2 separate regions of the Zea mays genome follow, and region 2 is linked to region 1. A link is a contact called in public Hi-C data. All regions are on one chromosome and are shown on one strand. Each heading gives the region's core, a stretch centred on a gene start, on an enhancer-like site or on the middle of the called end of the contact. The rest is flanking DNA. Distances are from core to core; before and after follow the strand shown.

The links. A called contact is a pair of places that touch in the nucleus more often than the background predicts.
Region 2: a contact with region 1 is called in a Hi-C map of ear, with 1.8 times the contacts expected there. The contact joins the promoter of LOC103638108 here to the promoter of LOC103638106 in region 1. A contact is called at or near these places in 2 of 25 Hi-C or Micro-C datasets (ear and leaf).

The regions. Positions count from the first base shown.
Region 1 is chr9:23,443,962-23,450,051 of Zm-B73-REFERENCE-NAM-5.0, reverse strand. It overlaps LOC103638106, which reads left to right and starts at 2,732. Exons shown (of 6, transcript NM_001367260.1): 1 at 2,732-3,094; 2 at 3,176-3,670; 3 at 5,852-5,937; 4 at 6,059-6,090. The coding sequence starts at 2,881.
Region 2 is chr9:23,588,678-23,594,767 of Zm-B73-REFERENCE-NAM-5.0, reverse strand. LOC103638108 (GDP-mannose 4,6 dehydratase 1) reads left to right here and starts at 2,875. Exons shown (of 1, transcript XM_008661096.3): 1 at 2,875-4,608. The coding sequence starts at 2,941. The coding sequence ends at 4,056.

The sequences.
Region 1 (6,090 bases), core at 1,483-3,982:
GTCCGGTGCGCCAGTCGACAGAAGGCAAGATCAGCCTTCCCAGATTGCTCTCAATGGCTCCTAGCTGTCTTGGGGCTATAAAAGGGACCCCTAGGCGCATGAAGGAGTACACCAAGCATTCCTACAACATTCCTAAGCACCAAGACATCGATTCCGCGTCTTTGATTCTTTGCGATAGCAATTAGAGCTCTAGTTGAGTAGTGAACTCTTTGAGTTGTGTTGTGAGCTCTCGTTGCGACTTGTGTGTGTGGTGTTGCTGTGATTTCTTGTCTTGAGTGCGTTGCTAAATCCCTCCCTTGCTCTGTGCTTCTTTGTGAATTTCAAGTGTAAGGGCGAGAGGCTCCAAGTTGTGGAGATTCCTCGCAAACGGGATTGAGAAAAAGCAAGCAAAACACCGTGGTATTCAAGTGGGTCTTTGGACCGCTTGAGAGGGGTTGATTGCAACCCTTGTCCGTTGGGACGCCACAACGTGGAGTAGGCAAGCGTTGGTCTTGGCCGAACCACGGGATAACCACCGTGTCATCTCTGTGATTGATTTCTTGTGGTTATTGTGTTTTGACTCCTCTCTAGCCACTTGGCAATTATTGTGCTAACGATTAACCAAGTTTTGTGGCTTAAGTTTTCAAGTTTCACAGGATCACCTATTCACCCCCCTCTAGGTGCTCTCAGGGGTCTCACTTCATTTATACAAAGAACATGTACCCCCTCATAATAGAATACAAAAGAGAGAGAGAGTCCAGGGACCCAACCCTACATATTATCTCTCGTGTGTTTCCTCTTTGATGCTTCTGGGAAGGGATATGAGTTTTCCACAACTTCTCGTGTCTGATTTGTTGATGGGAGGGAAGGGACCTGATCTTGTGATCTACGGTAACATAGTTCTCAACATTATACATGCCCACATGCACGACGTTGCTGGAGTTGGCCTAAGGGATTGTTCGGTTACAAGTGGATCGAAGGGGATTGGAGGTGAATAAATCCCTTTTTAGTCAAAATTGAGTAGAAGATAATTTAATCCCCATCAATCCCTTTGTTCCTTATGCAACCAAACAAAGCCTAAACGCTTGCAGAGATATTTCTTTCCCATCCCCATTTCCCGTGGGGATAACTCCCAGATGAAAATCCATGTCCTCGCTTAAAGTATACTTAGATCATACGTCATTTGTTATTAATGTAAAACATTACTACTTATACACATTATCAGATGTAATAAATCATTATGTTTACATTAAAATAAACACATTCCTACAATGAATGGTCTCCTTGCAAAGATAATTATTTATTTTTATCATTAACTATTACACGAAAACATCGTTACATGCAAGTTTAACAGGTCTTGTGGGGAATGATGAATGCTTCCCCGTACTCGTTACCCGTCGGGAAAAGAAAATTTTCCGTTTACATCTCCTCATGGGAAGAAACTTTCCCATCCCCATCAACTGATGGAAGAATTTCCCGCGGAGAATCGGGACCCATTGCCATCTCTATTGAGGGATTTTACTCATTTGATTTCTTAGTAATTAACTTTAGGATGTCCAATATGTAAAGGGCTGACATAAGGGTGAAGTAGGGAATATTTGTCTATAACTTACACTAAAACCAAAACGGGGGGAGAGAGCTAGAAGGGCATGACGCTAAGTTAATGCTTATATTGTAATCTTCTCCTTCTTTTATGTTCATATTCACAATATATCATATAAGAGGACGTAGGGTACTACACATAATATAGTCTAAACCTCTATAAAGTGGACTCGTGTAATGCTCGGTTGCACCCAGGTTCGACACAACTATCATATACTCATGTTTTATCCGTTACACTTTTCGTCTTTTGAGTGTCTTTCATCCTCGATTGTCTACAATAAATCAATAATGATGTTTAGCGCACTTGGTGGAGGCAATGTGTTGTTTTTTTCTTGGATTTGGTGCATTTGATTGCGGGTGCGATCAGCAGCAACAACTAATATGCAATCATGTCCAATGTGCAAGCGTGCAAGCGAGTCTTTTGGTCTGTTAGATCATGATCTAAATGTAGACATAATCATGGTTTATTAGAGGGTTTTCTATAAATCTACATGAGCCGATGGTGGAAGAGTTTAAGTGTTAACTATAATACATGGTTGCATCATAATTTAACTGACGAGGAACATTGATTACACGCTTGTACATAAGATCTGATTGCCGTGATCAGCATGATCGATGGTCATATCAGTCACCTCCAACACGTACTCTAGTAACTCCGATCGTGAAATTTTTACTTTTCAAACTAACTTAACTTTTTAAATATTAATATATTTGTATAATTTTGATTAAAATTTTAGCTGTTCGACTCTTTGAAAAACGAGGGACGGAGATAGTACCTGATATTTTGGTGCGTTCTCTATCCTATCTGCAAACACTAACCACCCGCCGAAACCAAATTTTTCATCTTTCTTTTTTTAGAAACGCTTTTCAAGTTTTCATCATACGATATTCGTTTTTTTTTTCAATCAAGGAGAAAGAATCGCTTCTCTACCTAGGCCTTGAAGCACAGAATAGGTCCAGCCCACGAAGCAAGCAGACTACTAAGCGTCAGCCCGCCACGCCCCCGACCGTCCGTTTCTTCTTTTCGTCACCGTTCTGGCCGTCCCAGCGAGCGACGGTTAGGATTAAGATTTCTGGCCTCCACGAGCCAGAGCCCAGCGCGGCTTTATTATTGGTATTATTATTATTCTGTACAGCAAAACGCTAGGTTATCTAACGAAAGAGCCCCCAAAACCTTCCCAGAAAGGCGACGGAGTCAGGTTCGAATCGAAATCGGGGTCACCGCGGCGGCGGCGGCGGCGGCGGGTCTACTCATCAGAGACTACAGAGCAGGGGGTCTCACGCTCCGGCGGCGGGACGATGGCCATGGCGCCGTCCTCCTCTTCCTCCGGTGGCGGCGGCGGCGACGGCGCCAACGCCGCCGACGCGATGGCTCTCGTGCAGGGGTACACGGCCGAGGAGCTCGCCATCGCGGGGGAGTTCCTCACCACCTGGCTCCCCTTCCTCTCTGCCGGCCTCTGTCCCTCCTGCGCCTCCTCGCTCCGCGGCCGCGTCGACTCCCTGATCACGCGAGGTAACCGGCGTTTATGCGACCGTACCCTCATGCTACTAGGGTTTCTCGTTTAGTTCTTGTGCCTGACGTCCATCCAACTAGGCCGCGCAGCTGAGGAATCGCCGCCGGTCGATCAGATTGAGCCGTCAGGGTGGGACTCGGATCCAGCGGACCCGCAGAACCTTCCTTTCGAGCCGAGTGGTTGGGATTCGGATCCGCCCCCACCCCCGCCGCCGGCGCCGGCGCCGGCGCCGGTGGAGAAACCGAGGATGTCGTGGGCGGACATGGCGCAGGAGGACGAGCTCGCCGCGGCGGCGGAGGATGACGCGGCGGCCGCAGCGGCCGACGAGGGGGAGGACGGGGCCGAGGCGGGGAGGCCCAAGGTGCCGCTCACGAGGGAGCAGCGGGAACAGAGGAGGCTCAGTAGCTTGGTGCGCAACAAGGAGTTCAGGTGCTACGAGAGAGTTCGTGGCCAGCTCGTCAACATCCTCGCTGGCCTTGAGCTTCATGCCGGCGTGTTCAGCGCAGCTGAGCAGCGGCGAATTGTCCAATGTGTGTATGACCTCCAGGCAAGAGGGCAGCGTGGGGAGCTCGGAGGTGAGTCTCGCTCTCCTGATTTTTAATGGTCTTGACTCATGGTGTGCTCTGTCTAGAAGTTGGGGTTGAATTCACTGTATTTTCACAATGAATATGTATTGGATGAATGTTTGGATAAACTCAAAGTGCTACCGTTATATGTTACCATAGGAGGTCAACTTTGTAGTACCAGAACTATTCCCTCTAGTATGATTAAAAAAGAGGACAGACCTAGTGCTGTCGGCTCCCACATGCCCCTTAGTTTTACTACACACATGCATGTTTATTTAGGCGTTGTAGGGTCTTGTGACTTCTAGCCGACAGCATGGATTTAAGGTGTCGCCTAGGCGACAAAGCACTCGTTGGGGCCATGGCATTGCTGACGCCCAACCAAACGAGGGGATGAGATAAGGAGGGGCCATGAGGAAGGAAGGAAAATCAGGACGGCAACCAGTGGGAGGCACCACCCTGTCTCCTGCTTCCTTCATCCTCGTAGGCTATGGCGCAATGTCTGGCACAGCTCTGCCCCCCCTGGCTCCAGGACGATGTCCAGTGCAGATCTGCCCCTGCTCAACTATGGCGGTGGTGATCTGAAGGGGACGGCAGCAGGGATCCATTTGACTACTGGGGAGGGGCCGATTTATAGCCCGTGGATGCACTTGGGGGTTACAGGCTCGTTGCTGCTCTTGCTGGGTGTTAGTGTTGGGGGACTGGAGAGGCAGCACAGAAGGGTGGCAGACTTGAGAGGTGTACGGTATACCTGAAGTGGAAGCCAGAGGGGAGTGGTGGCTTTGGGTTGGGCTTTATTTTGCTAGTGGGGGTTAATTTGTTCTTGTGGCTATAGCCCATTGAGTGAATGGCTTTTTTTCCTTCTCTGCTTTATCTGTAATTATGGCGGCATGTCTTGCCCACTTCACTGCCTAAGTGCCTAGGTGATAAGAGGGTGGTGGGTCACCATGCCTTGCCTTAACACTTTAATAGCCATGGTCAAAACGGCGTAGTAGGACCTGGTAGTGTCTTGGTGTTGGCCTTTGAGGATAGATCTGGACGCTTACAGTACACCTCAGAAAACCATTCACACGAGTCTGGTACACCAATATTTACATGTTTATATAAATCATAAGTCTTACCTTGCCTGCATTACTAACTCGGCATCATTTAGTGTTGCCCACACATTTTTCTGGTTTATTTATTTTATGTTCTTGTGAAGGGCTGGTCTAGTGCAAATGCAATTGTGAGAGCTGTCAGGCCCCACTCATGTGGGAGCCTCTGGCACTTATTTTATGTTCTTGTACGTCAACTGCAGTTTTTCACATCAGCATTTGCAAACATGCACATCTTACTGTTTTTATTTTGATTCTGGATCAATTTTCTATTGTGTTTCCAGTATATTAATAGTATTGTGGGGCTGTGGGCTGTCATCAACTTTGGAAGTGAGGGAAGGGATGTATTGTCCAGCATGAACTAAGTGGCTTATTCAATTGACAACCCCATGGATGACTTGGCCACGGGAAAAGTCTGGGATCCCAATGGAATTTGAGTTCTCAAACTAGCCATAATGAACTTGGTTCTTCACATTTCTGAAAAGATCTTTTGCTGAAACCGTACGGAAATGCAACATGTAGAATGGAATATGCACTTGTCATCACCCATGTTTTGTGGGCTGATTGCACAATGCACATCCCCCATTTGTGGAGCCAACGCTAGCCTGCACAATAATACTTTGAACTAAAAATGATTTTTGTGACTCCAGTCCACACATTCACCGAATACTATAATAGGTAATCACAACTTGACTATATGCAATCATAAAAGATTTTCAGTGGCCAAGTCAAGTTGGTGGTTCATGCAAATTAGTTTTTTTACAGAATCATATTATTTTGAATTTAGTTCATCCTTTGTAACCTTGTGGGGTGAATATCTTAATTGAATTAGTCAAATTATTTCTTTTTTAACTGAATTAACATTTAGAGAAACCAGAAATAGAAAAAAATCAATTGTTTTTTAATTATAATGTAAATTTAGGTACCATCATACTTCATATATTTTGAACTGTATAATATAGTATTACACTCATATTGTTTTCGTCTCTTGATATTTGAATGCTAATATGTTATTCATGTATCTTGCAGTTGTTCATTTGCTATATTTAGCTTCCTATTTTTGTTTGTCTAAACCCAGTTATATTTCCTCTCATGACAGAGCGCACATATACAGAACCCCAAAAATGGATGCGTGGTAAAGGCCGGGTAACAATCCAATTTGGATGCTGTTACAATTACGCTACGGTACTTTTCTTCGAAAATTCCATCTTGTGAACTATATCTGTCCATTTAAGCATTGTTGAACACTGAAGAAAACATTGTTGAAACCCCATCTATAATTCTAATGGTAAACCTATCATGGCAGGATAAGAAAGGAAATCCACCAGGCATTATACG
Region 2 (6,090 bases), core at 1,626-4,125, 140 kb before region 1:
GCTAGCTCTGCAGTTAAATTAGGTCAGAAAACACCCTGCATTTCTGCATATGATGAGCTTGGGAACTAGTAGTAGTGTAGTACATGATGAATCCACGATGGTTGTCTGAACTGAACTCTGACGACAGGTGGTCCGCCTGCAACTGCAAGTGCCACACCGATAGAGGATATGGTTCTTTTCCGAGACTGCGGCACCGACGTTCTCGCGGATCGAGCCTTCGACATGGGACGTGCCTGGAGAACGACGGCAGTAGGGCACTGCGACTCTGCTAGTCTGCCCTCTGCACTGCCCCCTTTCACTTTTCGTGCAACATACCTTTGCTTGCTTTGAGCCTATGACATGGCACGTGCCAGAGCAACGCATCTGTCCTTGGGTCGCTTGCAGCTGCAGCTCGTCCTGTATGTGTTTCTGCAACCGAGCGTTCCGGAGCTCTTGGATCCTGTGCTCTGCGTCATATACTCGTGGTATATTGTTAAAACTGTCGGCAGATCTGATCGACCCATTTGGATCTGTACAAGTCGCGTTCTCTGCAACCCGTGGACTCGTGCCTCGGTTTGGGGGAATCTATATGGGGTGTGGATTGGAATTCCGTGGCAGATACGAAAAGGGCACCAACTGGCAACTGGGCACCAGGTCAGTGCATGGGGATCATGGAACGGAACGGAAACCAAGTCCGGTCTCCGGTGCTCCCGGCGGCCGGTCAACCGTGCTCGTGCCTGCCTCTCCCCCAGTCCAGCTCGCACATCGCACCCTTGCTTTTGCCATCTCAAGCAAAGCTACGGATCTGACTAAAGGTAGCCTACGCGAGCTGGTTGACACTTCAGCGATGCCCTCATCTCGCAATTCTCATACATAGTTTCATATTATTGACTTTATGATATGTGAGATTGAGGATATGGACCATATGGTTTTGGTTGGTATTAAGGCTCATTGTCAGCCACCCTACGCAAAATACAAGCCTGATTATTAATCATCCCTAGTGGGCCCTTACACTCAACAACTGTGGCAGTGGATACAGAGTTTACATGCCCCCTAATTGGTGATGGGCGCCCATCCAGGAGCTTGTTCTCTCAGCCGCTATGACTGTGACATCTCTAAGGCTCTATTTGTTTCACTTCATTTTGAGGAATTGGAATCTAACTAATGTATTAGATATTTTTTTAATGTAACATTTCATAACTTTCTGAAGTTTATATATAAGCCTATCTAAAAATCATTGGGTGATAGATGAAGATTGATTCTATATATTTACATGCTACTTTTCTAATGTACAACTTATAGCACACTCTTCTACTTAATTCTCTATAACACAAATATAGTGTATAACTATCTCTTTCATATAATTTAGGATAATAAACAAATATATTACATATACAAATATATTAACTTAATTAGTTTTTTTTCTAAATTATAATTATTAAAATAGCATTCAATTCCAACGAAACAAACAAGGCGTAAAAGACAATTGAGGCAAGAGTAGGAGCAGAATGAGGCGATAAGATTATCTCAAGCACCTTACCCATCTCCAGTCTTATATTCAAACTCCACTCTGCAAACAATGTAGTCTACAATGCAAAATAGTGTTTTCGATGATCATATGAGTGAACTGCTACACACAGTCTAAAAGAGGTCGAGCAGTCAGAGCTTCAACAGTTATCCAAGCAACGATATACCACAGATGATAACTCTGATGTGTACTGAAGTAGTGCCACTGCTTCCACCTCCAACACCTCCATCGAGGCAACGAGATCCTCTATAGTTACCTCCCCTGCAGTTGGGCCACTAACATGTGGGCCTGGTCTAGATCAGGCCCACACGTCATTGACCCAACTGCAGGAGAAGTAACTATAGAGGATTTGCTTCCCCATCGAGAACCCATCAAGACCAGTTTGATGAAGCGACCGAGCAACAATTTATGATAGTAGAGCAACTTCGATGAGAGACCGAGCATAGAGAGGAGCAACACCAGTTGGTAGAGGCCTAATAAGGTAGACTAACATGATGCTTACATTGTTTGAGACCATACAGACCCATCAAGACCAGTTTTAGCAATTGTTGCTAGTGGATACATGTTCAAAACTTTACTTACTTCCAGCAAACTAGAGTAGTCGTGTCACCACCATCAGTTCATATGGCTCCTCTGGCTACACTACAGACTCCCATGGCCCTAGTTATACAGTTTGGAGGACTTTAGAGTTAGAGTTTGTATCACTTTACTTTGCTAGTCTATCTAACAACACTTAACTTCTCTACACCTATTTAGGGTATAACTATAGGCTTTGACTAGGTGTCATGGACTATATAGTTACTGCTCTTCCAATATCGCCTGTCATAGTGATTATCGTTGCCACGCCACCTACGTCGACAACATCAACCAATCAGGTCACTAGAGCTCCATTCCAGATGGTTGCTTCACCTATAGCACTACAGCCAATAGCTTTCTATAGCTTGAATGATAATGTTAAGCCACTACCTTCTTTAGGCCTTATTTGGATACTTTCGTATTCACCTCAATTCGCATGTATTGAATTGGATTGAACTGTAACTTAAACTAATTTACACACCATACCTCATTCAAATTGTTTTTACACTAAATGATTATTAAGAAATAAATAAATAAATTGTTCTATTATAATTATGTAACTACATTGTTAAGGTAGGACTCCACTTGAAACACGCAGTAGTAAAATACAACCCATTTCAAAGAAATTATGGGAGGTAAGACTAGCTTCAAAGAAAATTAAAGGCAAATATTTTTGTTTGCATTGCTCGTTTGGCAAATATACACGCACACTTGACTGGTCAGACCCCGCTGCATCGGCTCTGCAGGCGGGACCTACAAATACTCCCTGCCTCCCCCTGCATCTTCCCCACAAATTTGCTTCCCAGACCTGACCCCCCGACACGAGGCAATCCCCCCTTGCTCGCTTCGCTTCCCAAATGGCTCATTCCACCACTGCCACTGCCACTGCCACTGACGGCGAGACCGCCCCGGTGCCGCGGGCCCTCGCGCCGGCGCGGAAAGTGGCGCTGATCACGGGCATCACGGGGCAGGACGGGAGCTACCTCACGGAGCTGCTCCTGTCGAAGGGGTACGAGGTGCACGGCCTCATGCGCCGCTCCTCCAACTTCAACACGCAGCGGCTGGACCACATCTACCACGACCCACACGCGGTGCCGTCGTCCCCGCGGCCCCCGCTGCGGCTCCACTACGCCGACCTGTCCGACTCCTCCTCCCTCCGCCGCGCGCTCGACGCCATCTCCCCCGACGAGGTCTACAACCTCGCGGCGCAGTCGCACGTCGCCGTCTCCTTCGAGGTCCCCGACTACACCGCCGACGTCACTGCCACGGGGGCGCTCCGCCTCCTGGAGGCCGTCCGCCTGTCGCGCAGGCCCATTCGCTACTACCAGGCTGGTTCCTCGGAGATGTTCGGCTCCACGCCGCCGCCGCAGGGCGAGGACACGCCCTTCCACCCGCGCTCCCCCTACGCCGCTGCCAAGGTCGCCGCGCACTGGTACACCGTCAACTACCGCGAGGCCTACGGCGTCTTCGCCTGCAACGGCGTGCTCTTCAACCACGAGTCCCCGCGCCGCGGCGAGAACTTCGTGACGCGCAAGATCACGCGCGCCGTCGGCCGCATCAAGCTCGGCCTGCAGACCAAGGTCTTCCTGGGCAACCTCTCGGCGGCCAGGGACTGGGGGTTCGCGGGGGACTACGTGGAGGCAATGTGGCTCATGCTGCAGCAGGATCAGCCGGCCGACTACGTCGTCGCCACCGAGGAGTCCCACACAGTCGAGGAGTTCTTGCAGGCTGCCTTCGGCTACGCCGGCCTCAACTGGAAGGATCATGTGGTCATTGACAAGAAGTACTTCCGCCCCGCAGAGGTCGACAGCCTCCAGGGAGACTCCACCAAGGCGAGGAAGTTGCTCAAATGGAAGCCCAAGGTTGGGTTCCAGCAGCTCGTTGAGATGATGGTTGATCGCGACGTTGAGCTCGCCAAGAAGGAGAAGGTCCTGGTCGATGCTGGGTACCGTGACCCCAAGCAGCAGCCATAGAAGCAGCACGGCTGCTTCTTGCTCTGCTGCGTTCCGGATTCAGACTGTTGCTCATACACGGTGATTCTCAGAGTAAAGGTTGACCCAAGTTACTATCGATACTTCTCCAGGTAAGAAATAAGGATGGTTGCAGTATGACCCTCACAGTATCTTCATTACTTTTTTTTTCCTGACTATGTTACACGTCTTAAGGGGTGTTTGGTTTCTAGGGACTAAACTTTAGTCCCTCCACTTAATTCCATTTTAGTCCCTAAATTACTAAATATAGAAACTAAAACTCTATTTTAGTTTCCCTATTTAACAATTTATGAACTAAAATGGAATTAAGTGGAGGGACTAAAGTTTAGTCCCTATAAACCAAACACCCCCTTAAACAAAACGATGAATAATCCATGCCAGTTTGGTATTTGGAAGAGGATGAAACGCCTGTCTGATTGTAGCTGTTGATGTTAAGACATACTGATAGCATCAGTTTGTATTGTTCTACTTCAGCTACTGTCACACATGTACTGTTTGATCGGAAATATATGTTTTTTTAGGAAGGTTAATTTCCGCTGTTCCGAGTTCAGCACCTACTCTTCTGAAAGTTTAAGGTTACTCTTCAGTCTTCATGTCAAATGATATCATATCTGATCCAAAACCAATAGAAAATCAATACCACGGTCCACGGCCCCACGCCGAATATAACCTTTTTTTTCTTCTTCTCCAATATAAAGCCAAGAGAGTTAAAATATGCTCAGTCTTATAGCATAAAATGGGTCACATTTTTCTTCTCCAATATACGTCCTCACATTTGTTTCTTCTATTTGTTACCTTCTTGGTTAAGCTGTTCTGGATCTGGCTTGGAGAGTTTTTCCCCTTGACTTCATCTATCAACATTTTTCATTTTTTTTCAGTTCGTGTGCCACATTGTTCAGTGCACTATGTAAACGGAGGCTTGATTATTTGTAATATCCTGTTGTGTTCAGTGCACTTTGTTCAGTGTTATAGTTTCAGTCACTTAGCAACTGGATTATTCTGAGTTTATTTGTAATATCCTGTTGTGTTGTAAACCGAACCTCTTTGTTCAGTGCACTATGTAAACGGAGGCTTGATTATTTGTCACATCCATATATGTTATACATTTTTTAATATATAAAATAACGTGCTTTTCTTCTTGAATTGGACGATGTCACGTTCGTTGTATATATACTTGATTGTACTTGAGCCTGGGAGCATCTGTCAATAAGCAGAAGACCGGCTGGACTGCTTCTACGTCGTCGTCAGGATCACGTGCCGAACAAGAAGAAGCAGCAGCCAATGATTCAAAAACCGCTAGAAAATCGCAAAAAACTGATCCGGTTTCCTGTCGTTTCTTAAAAATTCGTACAAAATTTAAAATTTTGAAAACATTTATTAAAAAAAAAGTATAATAACCAACTACATATTTTCCTAGTACATCCCATATTCAGTTTTTTTTTTTAAAAAATCAGCAGTTTTCTGTAAGAAAAACAATAAACAGGGATTTTTCGCCGAGAAACCAATTTTATTCAAATTTGAAAATACAAATTAATTAATATAACAGACTTTAGATACACTCCTCTATATCGATCAGTGTCTTAGATGTGTTTTATATTTAGAGAACTGTGTTATAATATCTACATTATACATGCCGTTATAGTGCACATCAAAGAACAACGAGAAAGCTTTGCATGGATTTTGTGCCAGTAGGAAATATGCAGGTAAGAATAATGTTCCGCATAAGATTCGATTTGCATGTGTCTTGGGGCGCCGTGATTATCTCATTTAGGCTATATTTGGATACTCTAATATTTATTTCAATATACATTGGTTTAGGTGGATTGGAGTGTAAATTAGTTTAATTTACACCCCAATTCCCATCAACCCATGTGTATTGGAGTGAATACTAGAGCACCCAAACAAACTCTTAGGTGTTGTTTGGTTTATATATTTGTAATGTGATGTGTATCTGATAATGGTAAATCATGTTTGTTTATGTCCAACGTAATTAGATACCACACTAGGAAGTGATAT